Linked DNA regions of Hordeum vulgare: region 2 is linked to region 1. A link is a contact called in public Hi-C data. All regions are on one chromosome and are shown on one strand. Each heading gives the region's core, a stretch centred on a gene start, on an enhancer-like site or on the middle of the called end of the contact. The rest is flanking DNA. Distances are from core to core; before and after follow the strand shown. Region 1 holds the start of LOC123427191 (probable leucine-rich repeat receptor-like protein kinase At5g63930). Region 2 holds the start of LOC123427194.

The links. A called contact is a pair of places that touch in the nucleus more often than the background predicts.
Region 2: a Hi-C map of seedling shows a contact between it and region 1, with 4 times the contacts expected there. The contact joins the promoter of LOC123427194 here to the promoter of LOC123427191 in region 1. A contact is called at or near these places in 2 of 6 Hi-C or Micro-C datasets (leaf and seedling) and 1 of 1 datasets of contacts at active chromatin or transcription factors (embryo).

What each region holds. Positions count from the first base shown.
Region 1 is chr2H:551,811,178-551,816,281 of MorexV3_pseudomolecules_assembly, forward strand. It overlaps LOC123427191 (probable leucine-rich repeat receptor-like protein kinase At5g63930), which reads right to left and starts at 1,484. Exons shown (of 5, transcript XM_045111173.1): 1 at 1,328-1,484; 2 at 1-1,032. The coding sequence starts at 937.
Region 2 is chr2H:552,239,503-552,244,531 of MorexV3_pseudomolecules_assembly, forward strand. LOC123427194 reads right to left here and starts at 1,894. Exons shown (of 6, transcript XM_045111178.1): 1 at 1,719-1,894; 2 at 54-189. The coding sequence starts at 162.

The sequences.
Region 1 (5,104 bases), core at 234-2,733:
CAATTTCAGATGGAATGGTACCATTTATGGAATTCCTGTAAAGATATAGCTTCTCAAGATAAGTAATGTTCCCAATTGTTGCAGGTATAGGACCAACCAGATCATTATCATAAAGGGCAACTGTCCTGAGATTTGTGCAATTTCCGATCTCTGAAGGAATGGGGCCAGAAAGCTGATTTCCCCACAGGATTAGGTCTGTCATAAGACCCAGTCTCCCAATCTCTTTTGGCAAAGGCCCTTCTAACTTGTTCTGTGCAAGACCAAACACGGTCAGGTTACGGCATTCACCTATCTCGGCAGGAATGCTGCCAGATATAAGATTCTGTCCAAGCCGAATGGTCTTCAGGTTCTTGAGCTTGCCGATGGAATGTGGTATAGAACCGGAGAGGTTGTTACTGTACCCCACCAAGTCTTGAAGTGATGACATGTTACCAATCTCATCAGGTATTGGACCATGGAGCCTGTTATTGCACAGATTGCATCCGGTCAGCATGACCAGTTTCCCGAGCTCAGGGGGGATTGTACCGTCAAAATTGTTGTTATTCAAGTTGAGCAACACCAGTTTTGAGCAATTCCCAATATCCGGAGGGATGGTTCCAGAGAACTCATTGAAGGACAGATCAAGGCTAGTGAGCTCAGTAAGACCGCCAATGCCGGGGCCGACGGTGCCCGACAGGTTCATGTTGCTGACGTTGAGAGACACCACTGCTAGCCTCGACGATGAGGACGAGGAGCAGTTGACACCCCTCCATGCGCACGGCGATGGATCCCTCGGGTTCCAGTTGTCAAGGTGGTTGTAAGTGTCAATCATCTGGCTCTTGAGACCCAGGAGAAGCCAGCCCTCATGGCTCAGCCCCTGGCAGCCAGAGGCCAGCAGAAAGACCAGCACCACGCCGAGTTGCAAACCCCAGGACGCCGATGCCGTCCCAGGGCCCATGCTATCTTCACTTTGCAAATCAACCAATGCTCAGAGCCGAACAAGGAGCAGAACAACTGCTATAGCCTTGTGCATCTCTGCGCCTTCCAGACCTCCTGAAACAGAATGCAAGGAGAGAATTTTTAGAACATGACGCAAATGAAATGCTTCTGTTCTGGAAAGATTCCAACAGCATAACTATCCGCAGGATGCTACGTAGTACTACTTCTATTTTGCATGGCCTTCGTTTTCAGAGGAATGGACAGCACGACGATCCAGAGCAGGAATGAAAGCTATAGTACTAGTACTAAGAATCAAATTCAGGAACTCCAAATCAAGAATCTAACACCGGGAAGAATCACTGAAAAGCGACAAGAATCGAATCACCCCTCGTATGAAAATAATGCTTACTCCTGATTCAGGCTAGGACCAATCAAGGAAACCGGAACAGGAGTAGCCGGCCACCAATCCCACCATGTATATTTGCAGACAAGGATGTTTGAAACACCCAATAAGAACCGAGGAGGGGCCGCGTCCCCCTGAAATCGCGGGAGGCCCCGGCCCATCGGAGGGAGGGACCCATGAACAGCACCGCCGCGCACCGCCACCGCCACCCCGTCCGAAACAGATCTAGGAGCGGGCCTTTCACTCCGCACAGAGCTAGCGAGCGAGCGAGCGAGCTGCGCGCAGTAACTAACGCCACCCCCACCCCCTACAACCGCAAGCCAGCAGCACATCGCGCGAGGGTACAGCACGGCGCACCAGGAGGGCGCATTAATGCGGACGCGCGCACGCCCGCAACAAGAGCAAAGTAAGAGGCTTTCCAACTCACCGCGTTTTCCGCCGCGCTTCCGCCACGCCGCAGTCCCGCCGCCGCTGGGCCGCGCTCTGGCGCCGGCTCACTGCCGCGCCGGGCAAAGAGTGGTGAATGGGCGATGAAGAGACGGACGCGCCGCAGCGGAGTAGGGAGAGAGGGAGATGAGGGGAGATGGCGAGATAGCTAGCTAGCTAGCTAGGGGGAGGAGGGGAGGTGATGGAGGTGGTGGACTGGTGGTGGTAGGGGGGGTGGGGAGAAGAAGTTGGCTCGGGCCGGACGGAGGGGAGGAAATGGCAGGCAAGCACGCTCGCGAAGCGTAGCAATCGCTCGCGGGCGGTCCCTCTCCCTCGATCTAGCCTGGCCCCCCTTTGCTTCCCTTCCCTTCCCTTCCCCTCTTTGCTTGCTTCCGCTCGAGCTTTGCTTTTCGTCCTAATCCGGCCGGCCCCACCCCGGCGCTTTTCTCCCTAACTCTAGTCTAGTGTAGTCTTTAATTTCTCTTGTTGCTTCTGGCCTTTAATTTGTGTGCTGCTGGGGTTTGGAGTTACGTACTCGGTGCTAGTGTGTGCGTGTGCGTGTGCGTGTGTGTGTACCGGTAGTGGTAGGGCAGGGTAGGGTAGGCAGGCCGTGTTGGCGGGCGGCACCGGCTGCACAGTGCCGAGGACGTATGTTTGGTTTGGGAGAACAGCCGTGATTATCTGTCGCTCCAGAAAAAGGAAATACCGGTGCTAATCATACTGGTCTCGGTCTGGTCTTGTCTGGTCGTGACAAAATAGCGCTAATCATACTGTACGTCTTCCATGCGTGTCTCTACGGGTTTGGATGGGAACTGATTGGTTTTCTTTGTCCTGTCATCAACTCATAATGGGCGATGGGTGGATGGCTCACGGGTGAGCTCAGCCGCTGCGTCTGCGTAGGAGTACGTGACTGCACGGGTTGCCGGCCCTGTACATGTCGAGACACGGAGAAAGGCAGATGCGCACGCTTGCCAGTTGCCACCACCACCAAAGCATCGCGTGTGCGTGTGATCGGTTGCCCCGAGTTCGTTCGTGGCCGTCGGTTTTCCCTCCGGGTCATGGGAAATTCGCACGGTTCGCCGTCTCTGGTCCGTTCCGGGCTGGAGTAGCAGCAGTCGTCGTGCTACCTGGCCTGGCCTTGGGGTGCGCGAGTGAGATCGAGCAAAAAGAAGGATGTGCTCCTTTACGTGCGTGCGAGTGCGTGCAATACCTATGCAGTTCTCTAGGTAGGGACGTGGAGGTGGAGGTGCACGGATGGACCGGGGTGCCTTCTAGTTTACTCACCCTGCTGTCAACTTTTCTTTTCTTTTCTTTTCTTTTCTTTACATGGATGGATGGATGGATCAGTGCGACGTCGAGGACTGACTGACTGATGTATGGCACGCACAAACCGCGGGAATCCTCCACCCGCGACAGATGCATGGGTCGGCGTTCCACGTGCACGGCCAACTGTGCCGCGCATGGACTCGAGGCACCGTTGGCACCCCAGAGGAGAAGCTTCTCTGCTCTGCAAAACGCATTGCCCGGGTTTTCCGGGGAAAGACGACCCGAGCAACGATGCCTTTGCACGCCGAAATTCAAACATGACACGTCCTTCACCTTAAGTTTATCTTTCGGATTTGATCCGGGTCTAACCCATTCTATATAGAATAAAAACGTAAGAATTGCAGTACTGGTCGTACTTGTACGCGAGTATTATACCTGCGCTAGGTCAACAAAAATCGCCTTCTCTCCCAGAAAAAAAATAGTGTATAGCAATACCATTCGCTGAAACCCGGCTCTGAAACATATCTACCCTTTGGAAGAATGGATCAAACCCTAGGATAACTAGAGCGCTCTGACTTCCCTTTATTCTGGGGAAGAAAGTCTCCGGGAAGACTAGAGCATCGGCCCCCGAACAATTGAATATGTCCATAGGTTTCATACACACGTTTGTGCATATATATTTTTTGGCCGGTGTTATGACTTTGTAATGTGAGAACTGACCAGTATTATAAAGAGCAGTGTATTTGAGTTGAAAGCTCACTACGGCCACTCGCCTTTAAAATATGCTTATTACCACTCGCCTTTAAAATATGTTTATTATGGTCATTATATACGGGTTAAGGTGACCGTTACTAGCTCGTCGTATAGCTCTATATTCAGTCGAGTTGATTGGTCAACCTAGTCAACATTGATCGGATGCCGTTGCTGTGCTCTCACTTCCCTCCCACTCCCAAATGGCCGCCGCCTGCTTCCTCTCCACGCCCTCCCCGCTCGCATGCCTCACGCACCTTGCACGCGTCGCCGGCCGACCCCCTCGCACTCCCTGCCTCGCCTCGGGAGGCCTCGCCCGTCCTCCCAGCATGCGGAGAAGAGGGCGGGCCGATGACGCCCAACGAAAGCGGATCTAGGGGAGGCATGGTGCGAGGTGGCTGGGGATGACGCTGGCCTAGGTCGGCGACATAACCGACGTCGGCGTCACCCACGTCTTGATGCCCCCGCCCCCGCACTTTATTTCCCCTCAGGGCTACATGTTAGGCCGACTGTACAACCTCAACACGTCTAGGCACGGCACGACGGCGGATCTGAGGTCCCTGGTCGCGGCGTCTACTGCGTCTTCGAGGACGGGAAGCGTGAGGACCGCCTCGATTGGTTCAGTGGCGAGGTCTGCGGCGGCGACACCAAATACTCGGACGACACTTGGCACCGCGACAGCGCCGATGACTTCGACATGGCGCCGACATCGACCGCCTGAGCCCGCGGGTGCCCACATCCGATGTTCGGGCGGCTAATATATCGGCAACGAGCAGCTCTGTTAAGTGTCAACCAACCTCAGGTCGGAGGTGCCACGGATGACATGGAAGTTGGGGACAATGTGGTCGAGCTTGTCTGAGAAGAACCCGGAGCCTGAGCCCTATAGCAACTCGAGCACGTCCAGCGTGTAGGCGTTCTGCCTACACAGAGAGCCCAAACACAGGCCCCAAGCTTCTTCGCGTCGGCATGCCGCTTCCGCAGGGTGGCGACGACGACGGCAGACGCGGCCTCGTTATCCCCGAGGATCAACGCTGCGGAGGCGCGCATGACGACCAGGGGCTCCGCGGGGCCTCGGCGACGGGGCCGGCCACCAGGTCGCACAGCGATCGAGGCGAGGCGGGGAGCGCGAGGTGTCGGTCGGCGGCCTCGCGCCCGCGGCGTGTGCGAGGTGTGATACGTCTCAAACGTATCTATAATCTTTGATGGTTTCATGCTATTATCTTGTCAACTTTGGATGTTTTATGTACCTTTTATATCTTTTTTGGGACTAACTTATTAATTCAGTGTCAAGTGTCAGTTCCTGTTTTTTCTGTGTTTTTGACTCTTTTCAGATCTGATTTT
Region 2 (5,029 bases), core at 644-3,143, 430 kb after region 1:
GAGCAACAACATTGCAAATATATATAAAGATAAAGTGAGAGCAATTTACGTACCTTCTCTGTGAGTTCTGTCAGCGAGCGCCTTCGTGCTGGCCATCCCCGTACTCAGGTCGAACAAGTTGATCATTGTCTTCTTCTCACTAGAACCACTACCTCCAAGCATCACAACATCAGCAAAGATATGGGATTCCTGAAAAAACAGCGTCACGGCCAAGAAGTTAAGCGAAACGACGCAGAGGACATGAGACATCACCAGCCGCATGATTGTACCTGAGACCCGCAAGGCCAGCCAATCAAGCTAACTAAATAACAAGAGCGTTATAAGCCGCCGCCGGTACAAACAGCTAGCAGAGCAGCAATAACGGAGAGTGGAGCGTCTTGGGAGGCTCTTAAGTAGCATTTGAAGCCTTAAAATTTGAACCTACGGGACATAAAGGAGGAGGCCTGGCGGCAGTACTGTAGCGCGATGCCGTCCTCACAGGAATACTTGGACACACACACATGGCTAAGGCTGGGTTTTTCGCAGGCGTTGGTAGGCCAGATGGGCGCTGCAAGAGCACAGTCCATGGCCCTGTTCTTGTTAAAAACCGAGGGAAGATGGCAAAATGGCGCGTCGAACGAAACGATAAACCACTGTGCCTGGTGACAGGAGGGGGCAAGATGGAAAAGTAGAAATGTAGCGGCAGCGAACAGGGGGGTAACATGATGCAGAGTGCATTGGATCGGGTTTAGCAACTCATGGGTGGCGAGTGAGGCCATGATTACCGTCCCAAGGAATCTCTGCAGCGGGAGAGGCTTTTTAAGGCTGCGCTTTTGCCGTCGTCAGATAGATTATTTCGCAGGCACGGGAATCACAGCTCACATGAGAGAGAGGGGGTGGAAACTGGAAAGGAGATCGGCTTTGGTTGCACACTTCCTGGGATGATTATGAGGAGTTACAAACTCGAGCTGTTGTTTGAGGTTAAAATGGTTCTGATGCAAACTGTGGTGGATGAACGAGACGTAACGAAGGTGATGTAGAAAACTGAGGACCGGACGAACGAACCGTGAAGGCACAAAGCAAAAGAAAAAGGGCGAGCTGTCCGAGGAGCTTTCTGCACTCTGCAGTCTTCTCCACAGGGGAGGAGGAGGAGAAACACCAAGAACTCGGAGCTTTCCACGCGGAATGCAGCTGAGTTCCCCGGTTTAATCCGGGAATCGAGAGGAGCCAGCGGCAGCAGCTCCGGTGGCCGGGTACGCAGGGCAGGGAATCTGGCAGAGACAGGCGCGCGTCGGAGCAATAAATTCTCGGGCGCGGGAGCGGAAAGGGACGGGAGGAACTGGGGGAAAAAGCGGGCGCCTTTACGCCAGCATCGATGGCCAATCTCTGGTCCCGGGGATCATAAATCGAGCCCGGATCTCCACATTCTCCCCCTCCTGCGCACGCCCGGGCCCGAAATTCCCTGACGAAACCTAATAAACCCGCAATCAAACTCCTCGCCTGAGAAGAAACACAACGGCCTGAATCGAATGCCGCCGCGCATCCGGCGCCCCATGGCCGGATTCCGCCGCGGAGGAAGATGAACCCAAAACCAGATAAGGAAGAAGAAAACAATGCGCTACCAACAGGAAGGCGAGAAATCCTCGGCGACAAAAAAAGGGGATAGAATCCCACTCATGTCACGCGTTCCGGGGAAGGAGACGGGGGAGGAGGGAGGGCAGGGATCGGGGAGGGCGCACCTACGGGGGAGCGGCGGCGAGCATTGGCCGGCGGCGGGGGGCGGAGCAGCGAGCTAGTACCACTGCGCAAGCAGTCGCAGTGTGCAGTGGGAGCGGCGAATGGGACGGGACGGGAGGGAGGTTGGCGGAATGGACCGGAATTTACCCAGCTCCCTTCTGTTCTGCCCCGTGAACTGTTGCTTTGTTGTGTTCTTGGCTCCTCTCCCTTTCGCGTCGGATGCCCGCCCGCCGCTCGTGTCGTGCGTGGGAGGGGTGGCCGGGTTGCGTGCGTGCGTGCGTGTGCGTCGCGTGGAGTGGAGAAAAGGCGGTGATGATGAGCGAGGGACGCGGATCGTGGAGTAACTGCGAGTGAGTGACGAGGAACATACTCCTGCGGTACGGAGCGTGGCATGGATTTCGGGACGCTACAACGTCTACGTGATCCAAATGTGTCGTACGCACAAATTTATGGTTTCTTGTATCTTCGGCCACCATGGTGGTACGTTGCAATCGGCGTGCCGTATATGTAGTACGAGTGCATTTATTCGCCGTGGCTGCTGTACCTGCTTTTCTGTTTGTAGAAGGTGTTGCTTCAACCTTTTGAATTAAAGGGTGTCTCCAGCGGGCACCGTGAAATTGATTTTAGGGGATATCCATATGATTTAGAAGAGCTCCACAGGAGAGTTGATTTTTTTTGCGGGGTAATGAAGAGTTTTACTCGTACGAAGAGGCGTCGGCACTATTAAAAAAATAAAACTAGCAGCTAGCTTCTCAATATCTAAGAGTAAAGGCGCTATAACAGAACGTAAAGTCCGGTGCGATTTTCAGAGGTTCACCACCTCCAAGCTATCTGTCTCAATTTGCACCCACGCAAATCCACGAAGCAGTGCCACCACCACGCCTTCACGCACAGCAGATGCCTCCGCAACAAGAGGGTCCGTAATACCTGGGCATGGCTTGCACCAAGCTGAGACAAACGACGAGGATGACCGAGCCACACCACCGATACCTGATTTGTGCTCCATCATGGAGATCCCAGCATCAGTGTTGATTTTGATCACGTCTCCGTCTGGTGGTCGCCACCCCTGACCTGGTAGTATGCTCGCATACTTGGTTGGAAGCTCTAGCACCGCAAGAGCTTCTCTAACCATCTTCACTGACTGAATCGGGTCCATACTTGCCTTGTCACGAGAATGTTGTTCCGAGATGTTCAGATAGCCCACGTCATCGTGATGATCTTAGCTTGATCTGAAGCATCAAAGCGAGGGTTACAGAGAATATCCCTAGACCAAGTCAATCCATGCAATTCTGGCAGCTTGATATCCAACCACTCGCGTGCTTCTCTCGAGAAGCACTTTGCATGGGTGCATTGTATCAATGCATGATACATATCTTCATCTGCTGTCACGCAAACTTTGCATCTGGCTAGAGTCGCGATGTGCCTGTACTTGAGGGTGCTCTCAACCGGAAGTATCCCTCATAGCACACGTCACCAGAACACGCAAACTTTTGGCACCACATTCAGCTTCCAAAGCCTTGTCCACAACTGCTTGTTCGTCTCTGGATGTTCTGTAACCAACCCTTCTTCTAGAGCAAGATGCTCGTTGCGAATCATGAGAGCTTGGTACGCTAATTTTACAGTGTAGATGCCTGTTTTCTCCGCTGACATGCCCAACTGTCATCTCCTCCCATCCACCTCAAAGGGATATTAAGAATAGCTTCTACCTCAGGAGAAATGAAATTGTTCCTCACAACATCGATCTTTCACGTCCTAGAATCAGCATCAATCAACTCTAAAACTGTGGTCATGCTTGCCGCGCCAATTTGCACCAACGGTTTCATGGAGATAAGCCCCGGGATCCACAGGTCCCTCCAGATCGAGACTGTCGTACCATCACCAATCCTCTTAATCATATCGGCCTCCAGTGCCTCTCTGCCTGCCAGCATAGCCCGCTAGGTAGCAGATGCATGCGGGTGCACCATAGCGCACTGGAAATCAGTGTCCGGGAAGTACTTCCCTTTGAGCACTCGTGCACAGAGCAACTCCGGGCTCGTGACAAGTCTTCATCCATGCTTTCCGAGGAGGGCCAGGTTGAAGAGCTGCAAGTCTCTGAAACGCATCCCTCCCTTTACTTTCAGGGTTGCAAGTGTATACCAGTCCATCCAATGCAAGGATCATCCATCAAGGGAACTGCTCCACCAGTATCTCGCCATGCATTAGGTGATTCCCTTGCAAACTTTTTTAGTTAATTTGAAATAGCTCATAGAGAATGCTGGGATCGCTTGAGCCACTTACTTCAAACGCACCTCTCTTCCTACACATGAAATCATGTGCTCCGTGCCTCCCTGCAACTTACTTCAGATTCTCTCTATGAGATGATCGAAAGTGCCACTTGTAATCCGCCCCGTTGCAGTAGGTAAATCGAGGTATCTCTCATTGAAAGCCTCGACATAAATGCCAAGGGAAGCTTTCAACCTTTGTCTAACTGGATCGATTGTGTTTGGACTGGAGAATATGGAGCTCTTTTCTCGATTCACACACTGTCTAGAGCAGTCCTCATAGATCCTTAGAACAAGATTCAACCTTTGGGCACTTTCCTCCTTTGCATTCATGAAGATGAGACTGTCGTTTGAAAAGAGAAGATGATTGACCCAAGGTGAATTATTGCTTACTCTGATTCCTCAAATTTTCAAAAGCGTGGTGAATCCTTCAGCGCATAGAAGGAACAGATAAGGCGGATAAGGATCCCCTTGGCAGACACCCCTAGATGGAGTGAAGTAAGGCAGCAGCTCCCCATTCACACAAACTGTAAACCTGACAGAAGTCACACATTTCATCACCAGTCTAACAAAACTCGAGCCGAAACCCAATCTTAACATGATAGCTTCCAGATAATGCCATTCGACCCAGTCGTACGCTTTCATCATGTCAAGTGTGACATCACACACATGATTTTTGCCCTTCTTCCTCCTCCTCGTCGCATGTACGCTCTCATAAGCAATTAAAACATTAATCAGTGATAAGTCGGCCAGGAATAAAAGCACTTTGTTCTTCACTAATAATTCCTCTGAGAGACTCCCAACTATGTTAGTAATGCATTTGGAAGAAACCTTATACAAAACATAGCATAACGAAATTGGCATGTATTGGAAAATACGCTGCGGGTACTTGACTTTTGGGATGAGGGTAATGGACGTGTCATTCATATCCACTGGCAGCTCCCCGCCATTCAAAAAATCCAGCACGGCTGGCACTACGTCGTCTTTGAGAAGGTCCCAATGCCACTGGAAGAAGCCCGCCATGAAACCATCCACCCCTGGTGCTTTGGATG